Linked DNA regions of Mus musculus: region 2 is linked to region 1. A link is a contact called in public promoter capture Hi-C data. All regions are on one chromosome and are shown on one strand. The core of a region is the stretch at or near the end of the contact, and the rest is flanking DNA. Distances in the headings are between cores, read along the strand shown.

The links. Promoter capture Hi-C pulls out the DNA fragments that hold promoters and counts their contacts.
Region 2: a promoter capture Hi-C map of embryonic stem cells shows a contact between it and region 1, with 5 times the contacts expected there. The contact joins the promoter of Haao here to the enhancer-like site in region 1. A contact is called at or near these places in 18 of 39 promoter capture datasets (the 3T3-L1 cell line, 3T3-L1-derived adipocytes, the HPC-7 cell line and 11 more), 15 of 484 Hi-C or Micro-C datasets (cardiomyocytes, cerebellum, cerebral cortex and 6 more), 3 of 115 datasets of contacts at active chromatin or transcription factors (all in embryonic stem cells) and 2 of 9 other capture datasets (embryonic stem cells and liver).

Annotation. Positions count from the first base shown.
Region 1 is chr17:83,474,348-83,481,358 of GRCm38.p6, forward strand. Eml4 (echinoderm microtubule associated protein like 4) reads left to right here. Exons shown (of 23, transcript NM_001379374.1): 22 at 2,857-2,987; 23 at 3,359-6,014. The coding sequence ends at 3,820. It overlaps LOC115488798 (a long non-coding RNA gene), which reads right to left. Exons shown (of 2, transcript XR_003952357.1): 2 at 5,883-7,011. Among named protein-coding and RNA genes, the nearest start is that of Gm46594, 4.8 kb to the left of the region's middle. Within about 2 kb of position 3,049, at least 6 of the 459 cell types and tissues checked have an H3K27ac peak or open chromatin away from gene starts, as enhancers often do. A contact at or near this core is called in embryonic stem cells, where this site is marked.
Region 2 is chr17:83,843,318-83,850,328 of GRCm38.p6, forward strand. Haao (3-hydroxyanthranilate 3,4-dioxygenase) reads right to left here and starts at 3,473. Exons shown (of 10, transcript NM_025325.2): 1 at 3,320-3,473. The coding sequence starts at 3,399. It also overlaps the pseudogene Gm19260.

The DNA.
Region 1 (7,011 bases), core at 1,799-4,298:
CAGAAAGGAGTTGACACAAAGGGGTAAAACACCTTCCAGTATTTCCCAAAAGTGGGTTTGAAGTTTTCAAATTAGTAAAGACATTCTAAAAAATAGCAGCATTATTGAGATCTTGACACATATTGATTGGTTTACCTAAAGCGTACAAACCAATGGTTTTCCCAAACCCACACTCATGGACTTGTGCTTTGATCTTGCAGCATTTTCCTCACCTCCAAGGAACCTTCAGCACTGGGATAGAGAGCTCAGGGTGCCCTCTGTCCCACTGTTCTCAGCTGTGGGTCATGACCCCTTAAGGAGTCAGCAACCCTTTCATAAGTACCCTATCATAAATAAGTATCAGATATTCACATTATGATTCATAACAGTAGCAAAATTAGTTATGAAGTAGCAATGAAATAGTTTTATGGTTGGGAGTCACCCCATCGTGAGGAAGAGCCACAGCGTTAGGAAGGTTGGGAACCACTGCTCTACCCCAGCCCAGCAGCCAGTACACATCTGCTTTCTCTGTCAGTTCCCTGGTCTGGATAGTTCATATAAACATACACATACAACTGTGGTCTGTTGACAGTGGCTACGCTCAATGCCATAAAACTTAAGAATCATCTGGCACAGGGCAGTGGCGCACGCCTTTAATCTCAGCACTTAGGAGCAGAGGCAGGCGGATTTCTGAGTTCGAGGCCAGCCTGGTCTACAGAGTGAGTTCCAGGACAGCCAGGGCTACACAAAGAAACCCTATAACCCTGTCGGGGGTGGGGGGGGGCGGGGGGACTCATCTGGAAGCTGGAGAGATGGCTCAGTGGTTAAGAGAACTGGTTGCTCTTCCAGAGGTCCCGAGTTCAATTCCCAGCAACCACATGGTGCCTCACAACCCTCACATCTGGTGTACCTAAAGACAGCAACAGTGTACTCACATACAATAAATAAATCTTTAAAAAAAAAAAAAAGCTGCCCTGGTGTGTATCGAGGCTCTGGCATCCTTCTGTATGAGTGGCAGAGACTGCATTTTGTTCATCCCACCTCTCAGCCATCATAATAATGATGCTATGCACATGGACAGAGTGTCTACTCTACAAACAAGGCTTCATTTCTCGGGCATTACACTACAGTGTGGTGCTGCTGTTCTGTGGCTTCGGAGGGACCACTGCTGTGTAACTGTGCCATGACATTCCACTGGTGTTTATAGAGTCCTTGCACCACCACCACCACCACCTCCTCCTCCTCCTCCTCCTCCTCTTCCTCCTCCTCCTCTTCTTCTTCCACCTTCCTCCTCCTTCCTCCTCCTTCCTCCTCCCTCCTCCTCCCTCCTCCTTCCTTCTCCTTCCTTCTCCTTCTTCTTCTTCTTGGCATTCAGTTGTCCTAGTGCCATTTTTTTTAAAATATTAAGGTGATTTTTAGCTGATTATTATTTAAAGATAAAAGTTGGGGATTATAGGGCTGAGGAGATAGCTTATTTGGCAAAGTGCTTGCAATGTAAGCATGAAGACCCAAGTTCAGACTTCTAGCTAACATGTAAAAAATCAGATATAGATAGTAGCCTGAACTGTAATCCCATCAACAGAGAGGTAGAGACAGGTTCCTGAATGTTACTGACAGTGTTATTAGACCTCAGCTCTAATTTCCACAGCAGAGACCCTGAAGCTAAGGAGATGTTTTGTGGGTACAAACACTTTATATGCAAGCATGAAAACCTGAGTTTGAGTTTCCAGTGCACACACAGAAAGTTGATGTGGTCCTGAACATGCCTATAACTGCAGCCTTGTGTGGCCAAGGCAGGCACATCCCAGGGGCTTGCTGGGAAGCTGTTCTAGCATAAACCGTGGCTCTACCCTCTTTCCCCCTTTTAAGATTTATGTATAAAGAATATTTTGCTTGCATGTATGTAAATGTGTCATCTGCATGTCTGTGGGGGCCAGAAGACATTGATTGACTCCTCTGAAGCTGGAGTTAAAGATGATTGTGAGCCACCATGCAAGTATAGGTCCCAAACCCATTCCTGTGGAGGAGCAATCAGGGCTTAACAACTATCTCCCCAGCACACTGACTGACCCTGTCTTAATGGAACAAGGCAGAGAGGAATGGAGTAAGACTCCCAGTATCTTCCTGTGGCTTTGCATGTACCTGCCCCTGCACACTCACAAGTGTATAATACACAAATACACCTCCCCCCCACCCCCAAAAATGAATTTGTTCTCAGGACTAGAAAGGTGGACTCCTGAGTTAAAAGCATTGTGGCTTAGAATGGTTACTCTGTTCCAGGGATCAGATACCCTCTTGTGACATCTGTGATCACCAGGCACACATGTGTTGCGCTTATCCATATTGTAAGCAAACACTCATATACACACACACAAAAAAAAAAAAAAAAAAAAAAAAAATAGAATGAGCCCAAAAAATGACTGAGTAGGATTCAGCCATAGGAAGTCAATACCTCAGCTCTAATTTCTACAGTTTCTGTCTGGACTAAAAGAAGCTTGTTCACCTAGACCAAGATGACCCCACCTCAGAGTAACTTGCTAAGTATATTGGTATGCCTTCTCTTCTAACACAATTCTGTAGGATATAGCACACTAAACAATGTCTGCCTAGGCCCTTCCATGAGAACATTTTTTGAAGGCGCTCACCTACCAGGAAGGGAGCACTTAGTCCTAACCCTTTGCTGACAGAGCGCCTCTGCTTTCCTCTCTACAAGGAACTGATGGCGTCTCCTAAGCAGCTTGTTGTAGAAGCAGGTCACAGTGAGGCTAGTTTCTTGGCACCGCCTGTTGCTTCTTGCTGACTAGGACTGGCTCTGTGTGGCTTGGCTTGAGGTGTTTGGGTGTGTGAAGCGTCAGTTACGTTTTCGTGTTTCTCTAGGGGTGTGGCCGGAAGGGTCCGATGGAACAGACATCAACGCACTGGTTCGATCCCACAACAGAAGAGTGATCGCAGTGGCCGATGATTTCTGCAAAGTTCATCTCTTTCAGTACCCCTGCTCCAAAGCCAAGGTCAGCTCTCTTGGTGATGTGCTGCACAACACACCCTTGCCCCGTTTCCCCTTTGTCATGCTAGAGGATGGGCGATTCTTAGTGTCCTGTTGTTTCTTTCTGAGTCAGGATCTTTTAGCCTTGAGTTCATAGCACTCCTCCTGCCTTTGACTCACAGGTACCATTACAGGAGTGCACTTCCAGACTCTCATTCCTTTTAAAGAAATAAAAAAGGAAGCTCTTCCCAGGTCCGTTCCTCAGCTCTGATGTCTCCTAGCACAGATATAAATGAACCTGTTTTCATAATCTGACTTAATCTCCCTGGTCATCTCTATTGCTGTGAGCAGGCATGTAAAAATGAGTTTAATTTTCCCATCTGATTTATTTTCTAGGCTCCCAGTCACAAGTACAGTGCCCACAGCAGCCATGTGACCAACGTCAGTTTTACTCATAATGACAGTCACCTAATTTCAACTGGTGGGAAGGATATGAGCATCATTCAGTGGAAGCTTGTGGAAAAGTTACCTGTGCCTCAAAACGAGGTCATAACAGACGCCAGTGTGACCAAAACCCCTGCCTCTTCCTCTGAAACTGCCAGGCCGTCTAACTCTCCTCCACTGCCTCCTTCTCTACCGTTAACTGGGACGGCTGAAGAGGAAAGCAGGATGGGCAGCTCCCCCACACTAGTGGAGAACAGCCTGGAGCAGATCGCAGAGCCCAGCGAGGAGCAGAGCGAGTGGGGTAGCGAAGACCTTGGTGTGGTGATTGATGAAGAGCCTGCTAGTGAGTTAAGTGAGACACAGGGAGCAACTGAGCTGCCTGAGGAGGAGCGAGGCATAACACCCCTGTGCTAAAACCCAGGCTGCAGGGCTCCTCTGCCACCCGTGACCCCGTGACGTGATGGGGCCAGGTAACGGGCCGGGCAGTGGTGAGGTCACTGTGAATGGAGGTTTGTTTCCCATGAGATCGGACACTGTCCGCAGTCCGATATGCCACCAGTGAGCTAGAGCAATCCAGGAGACTGTTTGGTAGATGTTCACAACTTCACCAAACTTAAATAGCAGGAGGAGACTGGCAGGTGAGTGTGTCCAAGAAATCCACATTTGTGCTGCAGATACTGGAAACCAAACTGCAGCTGCAGCCATTGGAAGAAACCTGTTACCTGAATGCGATTTCCTCCATTTTCTCAACAGCTGGAGGCCTCTCAGGCACCATCGCTCGAGTGGCTGCTGGCTCTCAAGCTGCCATTTTTTCCTGATGCAAAAAATGAAAGCAGGCAAAAGTGCTGTCATTGTGATACCGTCCCACTCAGATGTCTAACGGGAGCTTGCTTAAGGGGAATGTTAGCATTGCCAAGTGCGATGGTGTTGCCTTTCCATGGGATATTGCATTTTCTTACACTACCCGAGATGTCCAGACGTGCTTGGTAGGAGGCTACTCCCTAGGTGCTGCCTTTCTAAGTTCTGACGAGGAGCAGCCCTCAGTGGCTTGTGTACAGATTGCTCTATCCCAGAAGCAAGCCTTGGTTTGTTGAAGAGCTTTTCATGTATAGTAAACCATGATTCTGAGAGAATCGATTCTCCAAGGAGTCCTTCACTGGCCTAAACATTCTGTAATGTTGGGCATTCAAGGGAATGGAAGAAAACAAACCACATGCCTTTAACAGATGAACTGTAATGACGACCTGCTAACTGCTAGCCTTCAGCGCTATCTGTTCCCTCACACAGTCGCTAAGTGGTCAAATTGGTGCTTGAAATTCATTGGTCTAGTTGTAATTTTTATACAAATTACACCAAGAGATAAGATGTCTTTTTTTTACAGAAGTGTAATAGTCACAGTGCCGCTTATAGGCTGCACGCACCCCTTGCGGATGTGCTATCTGTGGGCATTTCCTCCTCCTGTGAGCCTTGCAGCCCTTGTATGGCGGCTTTGGTCTGGGCAGTGCATGTGTTAGTAGTGTACGTGGGCAGGTCGGGCTTTCTAAGCTTTGTCAGATAACTATTTTTCCTAAGTATGTGTTTCCTACTCCAGTGATTGACAAGTGTGCATTGCCTATGTTTGTTTATACTTTAATTACAAAACTATTTTTTTTAACTTCCTACATTGTTTTCCTACTTTTTTGTTGTTGGATTATGTAACTTTTCCTAAGTTCAGAAGTCTTAAGTGTGCAAGCGTTTATGTGACCGTGCCATTCCAGAGTGCATCAGAACTGTCATCCCTTCCAGGACCTTCTCAGGAGTAACACATCAGGTATGTCATCAGCGCTGGGAACCGTGAACGCCAAGGACACTCGCCACTATTCACACGCTGTGCCGAGGGTGTGTGGAGGGACAACAGAGAGCAGTGTATCTGAGTAAGATGCACACATCGAAGTGCGTTCAAAGTCTGTGTCTAGGTATATATGTCCGTGTAGCTCTCTCCTTTTGTTTACAGCTTTTTTTAATTAAGTGGAAAAAATAAAAATAAAAAATCCTCACCTCAACATAGGTCTCTTTCAAAGGGAGATTTCAAGCCACCTGACTTCTTCAGTTTAGTCTTCACCCAGGGTCAGAGCGCACAGCTTCAGGCATCTCTGTCCACCAGCTAGCAGTGGAGATGAAATCAAGACCTTGCAAAATGGATACTAGGAGATGAACAACAATTCAACGTGCTTCTCTCAGTGCCTGGAGGATGCAGCTCTCCACACGCAGGGACTTTATTTGGGGACATCTGTCACCTTTGGGGTTGCCATGGCCAATGAGATTTATAATCATGATCCTCTTGGGTGGTAGTTCCAAAGACACTACTAATGTGCAGAGAGCGCTCCGGCCTCTGGTGCTGGCCACTACTGTTTCCTGTCAGTCAGATCTGTGATAATGGTTGGAAGGATGTGGGATTATGAAACTGCTTTTGTTTTGTTGGGTTTTTTTTTTTTTGTTTTGTTTTGTTTTTAGAAAACTTGTGAATGAAAATGAACCCAAGTGTTTCACGTGAAGATGAGCCATTTCTATCATGCATTCCGATGTCATGGCAGAAAATTTTGAAGATAAAAAAATAAGATAATCAAAATGTTTCCTTTGCCTTTGTTTGGTCTTGGTTGTCGGAGACAGTCTTGTTATGCATTCTAGGCTGGCCTTAAACTTGTGACAATCCTCCTGCCTCAGCCTGGAATGTTACTACAGGCATGCCCTACATGCAGTTCTTTGGTTTTTCCATGTATCCTAAGTAGGTTTCTTCTGGTACTTTCTGTGACTACCCAGATATGAGAAGGTATAGTAGTGGAGAAGGAGACACCAGTTGACTGCTGTTGTAGACAAACTCCTGGTAGCAAGAAACCTCATGCCAGCAGGGGACAGTGCAACTTCCGCTTGCTTCTTCTCTGTGATGTTGCTAATATCTAACACTGGCTGGTCCTGGTAATTACCCAGTTACCTACCTGACCTGGCTGCTTCCTGTTGCTGGTGTTTGAAGGCCTGTACGAAACAGGTTGGCATGCCTGTAGTCTCCCTTTTGGCTCAGCAGTACATATCCTCCATACAAGTTGACTACGGCATTTATAGTCATGGAAATAAGGGGTGAGGGGGCCTGGTAGTTATCTTACTCAGCTTCGATGACTGCACATTCACAGCTGTTCATACAGACTCAGCCATGAGAGGATTCCCTTTTTTAGTCAGGTGTGGTAACAGACACCTTTAATCCCGGGCTGGGGAAGCAGCAGAGACAGTCCCAGTCAGTCCCTGTATGGTCAAGGCCAGCAGGGGCTACATTCCTGAGACCCTTCCTCAGAAAAGGAAAGGGAGAAAGCCCCCATTTCAGCTGGACAGAATGCCTAAAGCATCAACATTGGATAAGTGGAATGACTAGGTTTTAAAAATAAATGTAGGGGCTGGTGAGATGGCTCAGTGGGTAAGGACACCCGACTGCTCTTCCGAAGGTCCGGAGTTCAAATCTCAGCAACCACATGGTGGCTCACAACCATCCGTAACAAGATCTGACTGACTCCCTCCTCTGGAGTGTCTGAAGACAGCTACAGTGTACTTACATATAATAAATAAAAATATTTAAT
Region 2 (7,011 bases), core at 2,223-4,722, 370 kb after region 1:
AAGGATGGGGGAAGCAGGGACCTGTGGAGACAGGAAGAGGTCTGATACATTTATCTGAGAGGAGAAGGTCTCCCCCACCCACATTGTTCCGCACGCATTAACGTGTCACCATGTTTGATCGTCTGCATGTCTTCAGACCAACAAAGACACAACACAGCCAAGCATGGCTCTCGGTGACTCTGGGCCATGCTCAAGAGCTTGGGTGACTCAGCCTGCCTGCTGTGAGACTCTTCACCTCTAAGGACCATACTCAGGGGACTCAGGAGACTGTGACATCTAGGAATGGGGCAAGGAGATGTGTGTCTGACAAGTGTTCAAAGCACAAAACACCTCCCAAGACTGATTCAGCTTTATTGCAATCTTGGGCATGGTGGTTGACTTTACTGGGGTTTAGTTTCCTTGTCTAGCAAGGCAGCTTTAATTTATTTCATAAGGGATTTTTTTTTTTACCTTAAGTTTTATTTAAATAACCTCCAGTGAGAACACAGCAGATGATCAACCATTTTCTCACCCCACCCCCGCCTCACCTCACAAGGAGGTATGCAGACTGCCTCTCAGTGGAAGCGGCCTTGGCCTCTGCCTGGCCAGCTGCTGGAGCATCTACAGTGGGGCAGCGTGGGGGAGGAGGGGTTCCTGATAGTCTCATTCACTGACACAATAAGGCAAGCATGCAGCCTCAGAAGCTGTTGTCAGAGCGTTGATACGCACCAAGGCTGGCTCCCACACAAAGGCCTGGAAATTGTTAGTGATATCCTCATTGTTGATGTCCACCCCATACCACAGGCCTCCCCTGCCCCCGTGCATCTGGAAGAGCAGTCTGTGATCTTAACCACCGAGTCTTCTCCAGACCTACCATAAGGGATTGTTGTTGTTGTTGTTATTGTTTTTTGGTTTTTGTTTTTTTTTTTTCGAGACAGGGTTTCTCTGTATAGCCCTGGCTGTCCTAGAACTTGCTTTGTAGACCAGGCTGGCCTAGAACTCAGAAATCTGCCTGCCTCTGCCTCCTGAGTACTGGGATTAAAGGCATGTGCCACCATGCCTGGCAAGGGTTTTTAAAAATGTATTTATATGTTAGATACTTTTATGTTATTTGGGAAATTAAGAGAATGCCCCCACCAGATTGGCCTATGAGCCAGACTGATGGTTTTATTGATTGATGGGGAAGGACCTGGCTCATTGTGGATGGTGCCATCCCTAGGCTGGTGGTCCTTGGTTCTGTAAGAAAGTAGACTGCGCAAGCCATGGAGAGCAAGCCAGCAAGCAACACTTCTCCATGGCTCCTGCCTCCAGGTTCCTGCCCTGGCTTCTTTCAGTGAGGCTCTTATAAGCAGTAAATGTGGAGGTCAGAGGACAACTTTTAAGAGTCAGTTCAGGTCTTCAGGTCTGTGATGGCAAGTGCCCTGCCCATTGGTCCATCCCTCCAGCCATTTTTTTTCTTTTTCTTTTTTTTTTTTTTTGGTTTTTTATTAATAGACTTGACTGAGATATACTTAGAACACATTCAGAAAGTTCTTGAGTAAGCCCATTTGAAAACTATACCCACGTATGACCTCCAGCCACAATGCACAAGCCAGACCCTGTACCTCCTGTGCTCACACAGCTATAGCGTATGAGAGTGGGTGTGAACCTGAGAGAGGATGCCTTGAGGAAACAGGAGTCCTGACAAGGAAGGGTAGATAGTCCCTGCTGTTTTATGTTTTGCTCAATGCAGAGTATGTGAGGTTTTAAGAGTGGGACTTTGGATGCGGAGACTCAGAGCGGGAGAGCATCTGTGAGGACGAAAGTGGACACTGGGTTCATGCATTGAAACCAAGGAACACCACTGATACCAGCAAAGTACCAGAGAAGCTAGGGCCAGGCATGGCACAGACTCGCCATGAAAACTGTCCTCTCAGGGACATGGGCTACTTCATACTGATTGGCGTCCCCTCTCAACAATTCTACAGGGAAGGCATTTTTTTTCAGTTTGCCTCCTGCCGTAAGCCCAGTGTCGGAGCATCGTGGTGCACAGCAAATACCGACTGACTGAATAAAGGGAGGCCCTAGGATCATGATGGCGAACTCGAGAAGTTCTAGAGGCTAGTCTGCTGGGGGTGGGGTGGGCGTGGGGGTAAGCAGGCCTGGAGGCTGGGCAGGCAGTTGCTTCTAACCAGGCTGATGTGGACTGAATCAGAGAAATGCCCACGGGCTTGGAGGGAGGAAGGCTGGGAGGAGTGAAAATGAGAGACAGCAGACAGGGAAGACGTGGAGAAGAGAGACAAAAATGGTAAAGCTCCAAACAGGAAAGCAGCAGTGGCAGAAGAGAGGAGGCTCGGGGGGGGGGGGGGGCTGTCCTGGTTAGCTACGGGGGTATTGCGCAGTGACCAAGAGCATGCGTGGACTTTGTAGTCAAACTCTTCCTGGGCTTGCTCATGGACTCTGTCCCCCTCTAGTTCTGTGACATTGGGAAAGTTACTTATTAAATCCCAACTCATGGGGGGCTATGTGAGAAGTCAAGGAGACGATGTGATATACTTGGCTAGTCTTCCCATTGGGGTGGAAATGTCTGGAGCCATTTGGGTTGGGACACTGCCCACTGGAAATAACTTATAGCCACACAGACACGGGGAGTTCGGGTCTGTGGAGGTGGTGCAAGAAGCTCTGCTGTGGAACTGAGGGAGGGGAGGGGGAGGGGAAGGAGGCAGTCTGTGCTGTAGTTAGAGGAGACTTGGGTGGGTCTGGTGTTTGTGTCCTGGCCTTGAGCCCTGAATTAAGAATCCCCAGGACTAGGGATGCAGCTCCGTTTGGAAAAGTGGGAGCCTAGCATTCACTGACTTCTTCCCTCAGCACCTCAGAAACAGGGTGTTGTGGCACTTGGGAAATAGAAGCAGGAAGATTGGGAATTCAAGCCCCCTCATCCAAAGAATTGTTCATCTGACTCCATAGCTTCGGGGTTTGCCAAGGGTTGAGGTGCTTGGTTCTAGGCCTCCAGGCCTTAAGTTCTAGTCCGGGGCATTGAACACCAGGTTCTCCCCAAGGTGCATGGGGGCAGTGGGTTGGAAAGGTGCTTTCAGCTGCGGAAGGAAGGAATGTCACACCCTGCCACCTCATCTCTCACAGCCTCAGAGACACACAAGCTGGTCTCAGAAGTCATGGCCACAAGTCTGTGGTCTCCAGAAAGAGGAACATACTGAGGTAGTGAAAGAAGAAACAGGTCGTTTTCACCCTCCCCAGAAGAGCACCAAGTGGATGGAACGCAAGGTTAGAGGGGGAGGGGACAGCTGAGGGAAGAGGAGTAAGAAAGAGGGTGGGTTGTAGTCACCGGGTGCTGGCGACTCACATAAGCTTGTTGCAAACCGGAGGCTGAAAGGAGGCCCGATTCTCTTCTACCCAAGACTTCACTCTCACACGGCGTTCCATGGCCGGCAGGCAGGACTCTTCTGCCCACAACGTGGTGGCCAGGTAATCGGGAGGTTGGAGTGATGCGATCTGCGACCTGCGATCTGCGCAGTCTCCTGTTGGCCACCTAGTTAATTAGGTTACCAGAGGTCAAAGAGCTGAGCAATCCCCTGCCACTCTGAGGGGGCAGCTCTAGAGTCTGAGACTACTTGCCCTGCCCCTGCACACACGCCGGAGCAGGGATCAAAGCCCAAGAACAGACCCGCCTCCTGGGACATGGCCAGCATCCTCCCAACACCTAGTTGCTCTGGACCGAAGCTGGACTCTGGTACCTACTGGGCCCATGTAAGATGCAGGACGCTGGGCTTTCAGCTTTTCGGGTTTCTTCTTCTGCCCTGCCTCTAAAGAAACATTGTGTTGGGAGAATAAAGGTTTGAAAATCGGAGACTTTGAGCACAAGGAGGACTGAAGGCAACAGGAGCACACAGAGGCCATCACAGGAGGCAATGAACAGGCTGCATCCAGTCTCCTCCGGAGCACGGAGGTCTGGCCCAGTCCTGCAGATGTGATTGGCTAGACCTGAGATACCCTGTCCTCACCTTGCTTTGCAGCTGAGGCCTGGTCCAGCTCGGCAGCCCTGGCGCCTAGTAGTAGTGGGCAGGAATGAGGTGTCCAGCACTGGTCTGAGTGAGCTCTTTACCCCTCCATGGGGAATTGAACCAGAGTCTTTAGTGTGCTAGGCAAACTCTGCCATGGAGCTTCAGAATGTCCCTGTCCCCTCACACGTCTTGTTTATATTTTATTATTTGGTTTTTGTTTTTGAGACAAGAAATCACTTTGTGACCCAGAATGTTGGGCAGGTTGCTATGTAGCTCAGGCTAGCCTCAAACTCTATCCTTCTACCTCAGTACTAGGATTACAGATGGATGTCACCATAAACCTACAATCCCCACCCTTGCATGTTTTAAGCCACCCACATGTGAAGACCTTTACAGGTGAAGATGGTCCTAGGTGTCTGTCTTATTTAGGGTTTTATTGCTGTGAAGAGACACCAAGACCTCTTATAAAGGACAAAGTTTAACTGGGGCTGGCTTACAGGTTCAGAGGTTCAGTCCATTATCATCATGGCGGGAAGCATGGCAGCATCCCAGGCAGGCATGGTGCTGGAGAAGGAGCTGAGAGGTCTACAGCTTGTTCTAAAAGAAGACAGGAGCAGTCTGTCTTCTAGGCAGTTAGGAGGAGGGCCTCAAAGTCCTCCCCAACCCCACTGACACACTTCCTCCAACAAGGCCACACCTCCTAATAGTGCCACTCCCCAGGCCAAGCACATTCAAACCCACCCCAGAGCCTGCCAGACTAGAGGCTCCTCAGCCAAGGTTGCCCTGGGGCAGGAAACGTAGGAGGAAGAGGGGAAGGCAAGGACCACCTACCCTCCAGGACTCACAATTCTTGGGAGAACTGAAAGGGAGTGAACTACAGAAGTCAGTGCGAGGGAGAAGAAATGGTCTCAGGCCTTTGAGCCCAGAATACAGACTACAGAATAGAAGAATTCCTAGTGGCTCCCTCGTGGCTCTCATGGCCACCCTCGCTTGTCTGCAGCCTGACAGAGTCTCTTCTTCTCAGAATTAAAAGCTCTGCTGGTGTAAGCCAAACTTGGACAGGCTCTCAGCAAGCATCTCACGCACCTGGCAGGGGCCTTCTTGTGTCCTCTCCACCACCCTTGCCCCTTTCTACAGCTTTATCTTTTTGATTATTCACTTGGCATGTTTCAGCTAAGTATTTATTGAAGCATTTCCTTCCAGAACATTGTTTGGTACCTAAATAACTCAAACCTTCTTTATGTTTCCCATCTCCCCGTAGTCAAATGGGTGTAAACAAAACCCAGGCAATGCAGGGACCTATGACCTATGTGTCAGGCTTGTTTCAGGTGCTGTTAAATGGGGAGGAAGGGGGAGGAGTTAAGAAGGTAAGGAGAAGGCAATCGAAGTCACACCAAGGGGAGGGGCTGCTTGCAAACCAGCAGATGTTCTGACACTTCCTACAGAGGACAGAGTGGTAGTTACCCTGTATTTTAATTGATGCAATCAAACGACGTGAGGCTGTACATAGAATTTGAGGACATGAACACTCTAGATTCAAACTAAGATATATTTGTATAATCACTGTGAGAGATGCCCTCTACTTTGGACTATGTGATAAAACACTGTTCTAGGGTACCACGGGCAAGCCTCATTATTCAGATGACTTCAGTGTTAAGAAAATACAGTTCCCCTCTTACCCATGTGTTCTGCCATTGATCAGTCCCCGATTGACTGGGGCCTTCCAGATATTGATCCTTGGTCCTTCCAGACTGTACCTGTTTGTATTTAGCTGCTTTGCCTATTGCTGGAACAAAAAGGGGTTAATTTTGGCTCCCAGTTTGAGGGGGAAGTCATGGCGACGGGAGTTTGAGGCAGCCCATTGTATGGTATCAACGGGCAGGAGGCAAGCTGGATGCTGACCAGTGCTGATGTTCAGCTCCCAGTCGCCTTCTTACTCAGCCTGAAAGGCAGGCAGCTCACAGACTATCGCCACCCACAGTTAGTGTGGGCCTCCCCAGCTCAATTAACTAGCAACTCCCTCACAGATGTGTCAGGAAGCTCGTTTCCATGGTGATTGTAAATCCCATCAAGTTAATAATCAAGATCAAACATCAGGCTGCTCCCAGGTGCCACCTCTTTCCTCCGTATACAGGAGCTTATTTGTGCCATGGAATCAGAGGAAAACAGCATCTACTCAGGGCTCCGATCCCATCAAGGCCTTCCCACTGCTGGTGCGGTCCTGCTCTACCCCCCTGGATTGGGCGGTGCATGAAGACCTTTAGATGCCTCTAAGTTTGGCTGAACATGGCTGTTGATAACAAGCTGATCCCTTAGTCCCTCAATAGATTGAGCTAGTGTGTCAGCAGCTCAGACCTGTTGGTCTGTCCGTCTGTCGGTCTCCCTCCCTCTCTCTCTCTCTACCTCCTTTCATACATTCATTAAGTATTTAAGAACAAATAGATTTCTATGAATAAAAGAAATGCTTCATGGGCTCTACTGGTGAATGGGAGTGGGTTGGGGGTGGGGGGAGGGACACAGGCCACGCCCACAGTCTTCTACAGTACTCTCACAGCACAGTCCAGTTCTGTAATCCTAAGTGTGGGGGGTATTTCTCCCACTAGCACACAGGCAATCAGACTACAGCAGTGCCTGGGGTGGGGTGGGGGCGGCGGGGGACATCGTCATTCTGACCCTTCTGCATGGCTATAGCATTAGACCCCACAGGATGAGAACTCAGTCCCATGAGACTGTCCCCGACTTCAGACCAGCTGCTAAGAAGGAATTTTGGTTTCTTCCTTTCCTTTCTTTCTTTTCAGGTGTGTTCTGTTTGGTTTTAACTTTTCTTTCCTTTTTATCTATTCTTCTCTCACACAGTAGATGGAGACCGCAGTTTTCCTTCACTCCACTCCTCCCAGTCCCCACCACCGCCTTCCCTCTTCCCCAGCTCCACTGCTCCTGTTTCCCTTCAGGAAAGGGCGGGCCTCCCAGGGATATCAACTGAACACGGCTTAACAAGATGCAATAAGACCAGACACAAATCCGCCTATCAAGT